Linked DNA regions of Mus musculus: region 2 is linked to region 1. The links are chromatin contacts, called in public Micro-C maps. All regions are on one chromosome and are shown on one strand. Each heading gives the region's core, a stretch centred on a gene start, on an enhancer-like site or on the middle of the called end of the contact. The rest is flanking DNA. Distances are from core to core; before and after follow the strand shown. Region 1 holds the start of Btbd8 (BTB (POZ) domain containing 8). Region 2 holds the start of Rpl5 (ribosomal protein L5).

Region 1 (4,731 bases), core at 1,292-3,791:
GCAATGGAAATGACTCCTTTTTGGCTTACAAGGAATCTAGTTCACAACTTCCTGAGAAATATTTAATCTAAGTGACAGAAATATTTCTACAATCCAGCTTGAGCTGAACTTAGACTCAATTTTGGACCAAGCCAGGGGCCTGACCTTATGGGGTGTTTTAGGGTACCCTTTGGACCTGACAATACATAATGGAAATTTACTTAGCTGTAAAGAAAAAAATGTAATGACGTAATTTGCATGTAAATGCATGGAATTGGGAAAATATATATGGAGGTAACTTGGGTGCAGAAATAAGAACACTTTATAAATGGATGGCATGGCATGGTTAAGGGGAAGGTTTTATTACAGAAATGTGGGAGAGAACAGCTAGAGGCATCTGGAAGAGTCTAGAGCAGGGGGAGGGGTAGGCTGAACATGATCAGCAGACTGAAACTGGGCTTGAGAGAAGCAGGAACAACAGAGATAGATAGATAGATGACTGAGATAGATAGATGATAGAGAGATTGATAGATAGGAAGGAGAGCAGAGGGAAGGAAGTAGGAAAGAAGAGGGTGGGGGAAAGCAGGGGTGGGGTGGGGGGAGAGCATAGCCAAAATAGCAGGGTAAGCCCATGAGCTGGAGACATTTACTGTTGTGGAGGAGGTAAGAAGGGCAGCATGTTGACACGAACTCTGAAATATGTAACAGGTACTTGTGATAATGAGGGAGCCTGGAGGCCAACATGAACTTTGGTATGCTAACACACACCACAAATGGCTTCACAAGTTCCCGAGGAATGCTGGACTTTTGTCTAACCACCAGAATTTGGAGAGATGGAATTTCATTTGGGCCTGACATATCGCACATTTGCATTAATAAAAGCAGATCCTAGCTTGGAGTCTTTAGAGCCACACGCTCGACTTAGAATAGTATAAAAGCCTTACAATTTAAGGACTATTGGGGTGGGGAAGCCCTCAAAAAAATGGCAGATAACTTAATAGTTGTGATATGAAACCAGATGGGGCAGTGGAGTTAGGCATGAAAACAGGAAGCTGTGAATCATGAGAGGGTTAACCTTCACTTTTTTTTTTTTTTTTTTTGGTTTTTCGAGACAGGGTTTCTGTGTAGCCCCGGCTGTCCTGGAACTCACTTTTTAGACCAGGCTGGCCTCGAACTCAGAAATCTGCCTGCCTCTGCCTCCCAAGTGCTGGGATCAAAGGCGTGTGCCACCACGCCTGGCCCTTCACATTTTCTTAATCCAAATCATTTATTCCTCAAAGCTAAGTAGGTGTAATGAGCACAGTAAAACAAAACAAAACAAAACAAAACAAAAAAACATGCATTTTAGATTTGTAAAAATAGCTTAGCCAGGAATTCCACTGAACTCAAGGCTGCACCTGATAACCAAAACCTAGTGGCACCACTTAGATAATTAGACACAGCCCTAGAATCCCGTTGACGCCAGTAGATAGAATGTAAACAGAGATTAAGAGTCTGCCCTGTGGCTGGAGAGTCTCTCCCAGGATCCTGACCCTTAATCAAAGACTGTTAGAGTCGTCTGATACAGGCTGACTCCATGACAGGCTTCAAATTGGCAGTCCAGGAGACTAGGCCTAAGAACTGGGCAAATCCAGGCAAGCCCAGGCAAGTCAGTTACTAGAAAAAAACCCTGGCTTTAGGCAGCTGGTCAGAAACTGCCCTGCCATCAGAAGCTGTCCTGCCACCTGGCCTGAAGCAAGGGCAAAGGGTCAACAACAGTTTCCATCCCCCACACCCTGGTAACGGAATATTCTTAGAGATGGAGCAAGATGAAGGTTATCTATCCCAGAATCCCCTAATGTGCTTAAATCAGGCCTGCGAGCTCACTTGATTGTCTCTGTCTTGGTAATGGGAGACCCCAGCATGCTGGACTTCTGTAGAATAAAACACTCTTTGTGTTTACATACTATTTGAGTCCTAGGTATCATTCCTTGGCGAATCATGGACCCTTATATAACCTTCAGCTAAGATACATCACCCAGTTAAGCAGCCTTAGGGAGATGGCCTTGGGACCATAGGAATTTAGGGCATGAACCTTATGTGATGACCCTCGGCATACTAAAATATAACTTGTGCTATACCAACTATGCCTATCTACCTCCTTGCTCAGGACATTAATACTCACTACTGGAAAACTCTTGTGATCCCATCCCCCACCTTACCCCCAACCCCCATCTTTCATAAAGAGGGCAGAGGATGCAGACACCCCAGAAAGAACACATACAAATTCTTCTCACATTGATTTCAAGTCACTTCTCCATAACACTCATTAAACGGTTGACTTAACACCAACCAGTAAGAAGAAAGAACAGATTACAGCTCTGGGGACCTTCCCTTCAGGTCAGTTAGGAGGGCGCAAACAGGCCAATGTAAACAGAGCGAGTGCGCCTGCGCAGCAGCGCCCGGTCACGTGGCTACGGGCTTTGAGTCCTAGGCGCGCGGTGCCTGGTCCGCAGCATTTAGGGACCGGCTGCAAACTAGGTGGGGGCGGGAATTTTCCTTCCGGGGCGGATTCGGCTGCGCGCTGTTGGGCTCGGGAACGCCCCCGTACCGGTCCAGCGCGGCCTGGCACCGGGGTTCTGCGGCCGACATGGCCCACTGTGGAGCGGGAGGTGCGGCCCCGGTGGCCCTTCTGAGTTCCCCGGGGCATGGCAGGAAGGGGCTGCCCAGGAAGGGGCCCGGGGAGCGGCGCCGGCTGAAGGCGGCGGTGTCGGAGCAGCTCAGCCGCGACGTGCTCAGGTAGGAGGCGGGAGCAGCGCTGCTCACTCCCTCCCCGCCTCGCTGCAGTCTCGCTGGGCGCCTCCCTCCCAAGGAGGCTCAGCCCGACCCAAGGAACCGGTGTCTAGGCACTCAGAAGGAGGACAAAAATTAGACCTACACGATGCGTTGCAACCAGTGTTTCTAAGGTTCACACACCGGCAGTGGCTGTTGCTGAGTTCGGGCTGCGTCCAGACCCTGAAACACATACCATGTCTTTAAAAAGTTGGAAGAAAAATTATTCAATTAGGAAAACGAGTGTTTTCTTGACATGAAGGACCGAACCGTGTGCCTTTAACGGGGCAGCTCAGGGTCACAGCTACCATTAATTCCTCTATGCTCTTAGCAGGGAAGGCATAATTCTGACAGGTGGGCAAGATGAACCCGGCCATCAACTAGTGGGGGAAACACATACTGCTGTACTGAAAATAATTCTGGCAATAGCTCTGCTGTGCAAACCTCCCATCCACCCAAGTGGTCAGACTTGCAGACTCCTGTCTCTATTTAAATTGTTCAAAGTGCAGACTGGGGCTGGAACTCGATTTAAAGATGACGGCATATATGAAAATGCATCTCCTAAGGTGTGTATATAAGTTAGTAAAAATTTACTCAAGGCCAGCTCTTCCTTAGGCATTAATTAGCCATACGCAGACCTGTGATAAGTGCGGGAGTGATTTCTTACTGGGAATGCGTATTCTTTCTATAATAGTGTGGGTGATGAGAACCAAACCCAGGCCCTCTGCAAGAGCAATGCTGCTAACCTCTGGATCATTTCTCTCTTATTGCACAATACTTTCGTTTGCTTATTTGGGTTTCGTTGTTTTGTTTTTTGGGTTGTTTTTTCTCAATGTAGCCCAGACTGTTCAGGAACTCACTCTCTAGACCAGGATCACAGATCAGCCTGCCTCTGCCTGTCATTAGAGGCATCTGCCACCACACCTGGCTTTATTCTACAAATCTTACTGTGAACAACTGTGGAAATTTGGGGATCTTCACGTTGAGCTCATATGTTTATCGGGAAAAAAAGCTGAGGTCCTCTTCTTCATAGTCTTCATAGTCTCATTAATAAAATGATTTTAAAAACAGAGTCAATAGGCAAGCTACATGTCTTATCAGCTGCCTGGAAGCATGGGGAAGAGAAAGCCGTGCCTTTTATATCAGGTCTAAGAAAGCTGGTAGGCTACCCAGTGGAGAACAGCTGCTGTGTGATGTGTGAGCTACTTCCAAAGAACAGTGAGAAAGTCCAGAGTGTATGGGCCAGTGTCTAAAAGAAAAGGATAGAAAGGAAAAGAAAACCTTATGCTTTGAGTTAGGACTCAGAAAAGCAGGCAGGTTTCTGTTGTTAGAGGAGCCCATTTGCCAGTGGTGACTACTCAGACACAGTTTCTAGCCAATTGAAAGTATTTGTTCCTATTGGCTGGGACCTAAGTGTACTCCCAAGCATTTAGGTGAGGGGCTTTTAAAGCCACTTCCCCTGTATTGTGCAGCTGCAGGGGGAATTTTGCACAAGCAAACACTGTAACAGAACTTGAGCAGTTAACTGGAGGGGAGGTCTGCACAGTAGGCAGTTTAACAAAAAAGCTAAATTGGCTGGAATCTGTTGACCTTGGATTCCTACAATAGAGTTGGTTAACTTTTTTGTGGGATTCTCTATCAAGGAAACCAAATGTTAGTTAAACCTGAAATGGCCTCAGCAAGAATATGAGATGGAGGAGCCTCTGCGCTGTCTTGCGCTGTCACAATGTCATCATGCTGCAAGTGGCTGCACTGAAGGATGGGCTTCTGGGGAGGAAAAGTATATTATCTCAATATTCCTTCTGGGGGTTGTGCATTCTTAAAGGTACCACTTGCTACCTGGATTATCATACAATTTCTCCACAGAAGTTACCTTGCTTAACTAGCACATGAAGCTAATGTCAGCTTAGTATACAATCCAGTTCAGATGAGATTAAAGTA
Region 2 (4,710 bases), core at 724-3,223, 460 kb after region 1:
CCAGCTAGTACAATAACTGAGCACACTTTTTTTTAAAAAGTATTTATTTTTATTTGATGTGTGTTTTATTTATTATTTTATTATGAGCATTTTATCATTTGTTTGTCTGTTTATTTAATGTGTTATTTTATTTGGTGTTCTGCCTAGATGTGTGTCTGTGTGAGTGTTAGATTTTGGGGTTTCAGAAAGTTGTGAGCTGCCTTGTGGGAGCTGGGAAACTCCAAGATCTGAATCATTAGAGAGGAGGTGGCCTCCACTGAGAAAAATGCCTACATGAGATCCAGCTGTAGGACATTTTCTATTGATTGCTGCTGCTGACCCACACACTTCTAGGGGATTCGGCTTCAACCTGGAATCTCACCACAGGAATGCTGGGATTACAGGTACATACTCCATTCCTGGCTTTCCATAAGGGTTCCGGGGGTCTGACGTCAGTACATCAGGTTTGTATAGCAATCACTTTTACCTGCTGAGCTATCCATAAAAATACAAATATTTTTAAGGAGTCCCACTGCCCCTCCAAAATCTGAGCACCAGTGTCATAAAATGCTATTGCTAAAAATAATTGGGTACACAGAATTTGGGGAAGCAACTTTGTTTTGTTTTTTCTTTTCTTTCTTTCTTTTCTTTTCTTTTTTTTTTTTTTTTTTTTTGTTTCGTTTTGTTTTTTGAGACAGAGTTTCTCTGTGTAGCCCTGGCTGTCCTGGAACTCACTCTGTAGACCAGGCTAGCCTTAAACTCAGAAATCCACCTGCCTCTGCCTCCCGAGCGCTGGGATTAAAGGCGTGCGCCACCACGCCCGGCTAGGGAAGCAATTTTCAAATTGCATTCTCATTGACTTTGGTTTTCCGAGACAGGATTTCTCTGTGTAGCCCTGGCTGACCTGGAACTCACTTTGTAGACCAGGCTGGCATCAAACTCAAATCTGCCTGCCTCTGCCTCCCAGGTCGTGCACCACCACTGCCCGGCTCTCAGACTTTTTTTAGACTTTCTAAAGCTCTCAGCCTTATAACTGTTCTTTCACGTGTTTAAATAATTGTTTGTATGCATTTCTTTTCCTTCAGGCAGCCCAGGCTGGCTTCCAATTCACTAGGTAGCCTAGGCTAGCCTTGCACTTTCTGATTCTTTTTCCTCTCCCTTCTAAGTACTGAGGCTGCAATTCTTAGCTGCACACCCAGTCCTAAAAAGAAACTTCTTGAGGAAGGGGACTAAGAGTGATGGAGGAGGCGGCGCTCATAATGTCAGGAATTCTGGGGACAATGGAAGCATAAAGGCAACAGGAGAGTGCAGTGGGTTTTGTTTTGTTTTCACCATGTAACAGGTAACTAAGAATTGACTGGAGGTCAGCACTCTGAGAAGTGCTGGAGAATGAAAAGTATGCTTGAAGCAGATGTCAAGATGCTATGCAAAGGCAGAAGAGTCTCTTCTAACTCAAACTTGAGGCTCTGAGGCTGAGCTTCCCGGCGGCCCTGTGTGCTGGGAATTCCGAAATATATATTCCAGAAGTGAGTCAAGTCATGGAGAAGGCAAGATTTCAGCATAGGCAAATTCATGTATTTAACTTAATTTTTACCCCCTCCTGCTTAGAAAAATAATTATATAAGTGTGGTGTGTGTGCGTGCATGCCGAGCGTGTTTTTAAAAATGTCCTCCTGCCCGGTAGTGGTGGCACACGCCTTTAATCCCAGCACTTGGGAGGCAGAGGCAGGCTGATTTCTGAGTTCGAGACCAGCCTGGTCTACAGAGTGAGTTCCAGGACAGCCAGGGTCACACAGAGAAACCCTATCTCGAAAAACCACCCCCCCCCCAAAAAAAAAAAAAAAAAAGTCCTCGCAAAAAGCCTCTATTTCCCTTTCTCATCGCCCATCCTCCATGCTCGTTGAGAGGAGGAAGATGACATTCATCCTCCTACCGGCAGGGGGCGATAGCCCGCGCATCTTGAGGCCTACAGCCACTCTTTCTCACGTCGCTTGCGTGCTGGTGGTGCTACATACTGCGCATGCGTACGTGACTCCGGTCTTTTTCCCCCTTAGCGCGGCCGACTCTGCAGGTCTGCGTGGAGCCGCGGTTGCGGGTCTCTATTCCGCAGGATGGTGAGTGGGCATCTGGGTCTCAGGCCCGTGCGTGCACCGGGGTGCCCCCTCCTCTCGCGGATGCCCGCTCGGGGTCGGCTCGTGCGACCCGGGGGGCAGATGGCATTCGATTCCCGGCTCTGCGCCCGCCGTTCCAGCGTGGCCTAATGGCTGCCGGGTGCCAGCCGGGGGAGGGGCCGCGGCGGAGGGTGCTCGGGACGAGGCTTCCGAGTCCGGCTGCCAGCCGCAGTTGTCTCCGGGGTCGTCAGGAGGCCGTGCCACGGAAGCCCGAATCCCTCGGCCTCGCACAGAGCCCTGAAGCCGGGAGTGTCTGTCAGTGGAGGCCGTGGCGCTGCTGCGTCCCGGAAGGGATGTGGCGGCCCCTGGCTCTTCCTGGCCAGAGTCTGGCCCTGTTTTCAGAGATTTGCTGAGATCGGACTTGAGAGGTGGGGTGCAGCTCTTCATTTGCGAGGAGTAATTGTAGATCGTACTCTGCCATTTGAGCCCGGTTTAGGCAGGGAGGAAGTGAGCGCCGAGTGGTTGAACTTTCTCGGTGAGGTGTGCAGTTGTCGGCACAGATTGGCTCCGGTGTAGGTGATACATCCCGGCGGTTTGGCGTAGGGATCGATCAGTGGTACAGGAATTGAAAGATTGTTTAAAGGCAGTACGAAAATGTCTTTGTACCTGCAAGTTGTAGTAAGGAGCCTGCAGTTGTGGATGGAGCGACTTGGGTCGGTGCCCTATTCCGCCCAGCCATCTTTACGTGTTTTCTGAGGCTTAGTTAGGTGTGTTTGGCGAAGAGAACCAGTGCAACAGCAGTTCTCCATCTGGTTCTTAACCCATCTGTCAGATATTTGTATTAACGATGAATAACTACAAGATTAAATTAACGAAGCAGCAACGAGATTTATGGTTTGGGGAAGGGTCACCACAGCATGAGGAACTAACCTTATTAAAGGTTGAGCACTGCACAACAGCGATTCTTGTTTCCGGTCAGCTTAGAAACATGCTATAGAAGTTGACACTTGTAATAATTTGCTTTTGAAACTTGGGCATGATTTTGTTACATAGTTAAATAAAAAAATACAGACCAAAACCCAGGTGGTTCTTGCCTATTAATTCGGCGCTCAGAAACTACCAAATGCTAGGTCATGTTGGGCTACATAGTTGGCCTGTATCAAAAGAAAAAAGTCATGGGACGAAACAATTAGCAAAGCCCTGATAATTTTTTTTTTCCTTTAAAGGGGTTTGTGAAAGTTGTCAAGAATAAGGCCTACTTTAAAAGATACCAAGTGAGATTTCGAAGGCGGCGAGGTATGAACTTTTTCTGTTTTAGTTTCTGAAGACTGTTTCAAGGTGGAACCTTCCCTGGTTAAATTTTTTTTTCCCCTTGCAGAGGGTAAAACTGACTACTATGCTCGAAAACGATTGGTGATCCAGGACAAGAATAAGTACAACACACCCAAATATAGGATGATAGTTCGTGTAACTAACAGAGATATCATCTGCCAGGTGAGTTATGTCCTAGACTTGAGTAGTGTGGTCAGACGCATCAACTCTAACTTTTGGGAGAGACTATTTTCTTGTGTTAGTAGATTTCAGTGGCGGGTGGGGGGGGTGGGGGTGGGGGGAAGGTTTGGAAATCCTGGCTTTGCTTAATTTCCATTATGGAATTTGAGAGGAGGACTGGGAAATCTGTTGATATGAATAGTCTTCCAATTACCTTCATCTGTCACGCATTAACTCCTGGTGCTTACTTTATGGGCTTGTGTGCCATTTTACTGATTTAAAAAGGCTGGTAATAGGGTGGTAGGACTCTTGTTGCCAGGCAGGGTTGCTCATCTGTCATCCCAGCATGACAAGCTATTTCTATTTACTGTTTGAAATAGGTTTTAAAATACACAAAAATGTCTTCCACTTTGAAAGCCCTTTAAAAATGGCAGTCCCTGTATTCAGGGCTTTTACAATAAAAATTTGCTGGTCAGGAGATAGGTGCACTTGCCTTTTGTGACTTTGTTAACTGAAGGTGGGGTTGTCTGGTGTTCTGATAATTAAGGATGAAGTGTCTAAGACTTGGTTAAATTTAGCTCAAAAGATACTTTTAAGTAAGTGAGACCTGACTTTGGTGGTGGTGGATCTTTATTTAGTTAACCTTGGCTGTTGCCTGTAGACCAGGCTGGCCTTGAATTTAAAGCTCTGCCTGCCTCTACCTCCCCAGGGCTAGGATTAAAGGTGCCCTTTTTTGAGATGGGGTCCTACTGTATGACCCTGGCTGACCTGTAATTCTTTGTAGACCAGGCCAGCCTTGAAAGAATCTTGCAATATAGCCATGAGCTCAGGATCTAGTCTGAGATCATCTCCTGCCCAGTTTGTTGACTTCTAAAGGCACCTATGATTTCACCAACTCACCCACCATAAATAATGCCTTCAGTATTTAGAAAGAGCTATTATAATTGAGTTCTAACATGCCATATGTATTTTAACCATACTTTTCCCCCTAAACCACCATGTAGTTGATGCCCATACAGATTAGTCTTCAATGAGTTGTCTCTTCTCATCACAGCTTGTTAAGAGGCACTTAGGTGGGACAGGTACCAAAGCATTGATAGCAACAAGTTAATAACCTGACTTTTCTCACT

The links. Hi-C and Micro-C count contacts between places; a contact is called where the count stands out from the background.
Region 2: a Micro-C map of embryonic stem cells shows a contact between it and region 1, with 3 times the contacts expected there. The contact joins the promoter of Rpl5 here to the promoter of Btbd8 in region 1. A contact is called at or near these places in 1 of 39 promoter capture datasets (stem cell-derived epiblast-like cells), 2 of 484 Hi-C or Micro-C datasets (CD4 T cells and embryonic stem cells) and 2 of 115 datasets of contacts at active chromatin or transcription factors (large pre-B cells and trophoblast stem cells).

Annotation. Positions count from the first base shown.
Region 1 is chr5:107,435,389-107,440,119 of GRCm38.p6, forward strand. Btbd8 (BTB (POZ) domain containing 8) reads left to right here and starts at 2,542. Exons shown (of 18, transcript NM_001378266.2): 1 at 2,542-2,757. The coding sequence starts at 2,609.
Region 2 is chr5:107,898,555-107,903,264 of GRCm38.p6, forward strand. It overlaps Rpl5 (ribosomal protein L5), which reads left to right and starts at 1,974. Exons shown (of 8, transcript NM_016980.2): 1 at 1,974-2,092; 2 at 3,316-3,385; 3 at 3,468-3,583. The coding sequence starts at 2,090.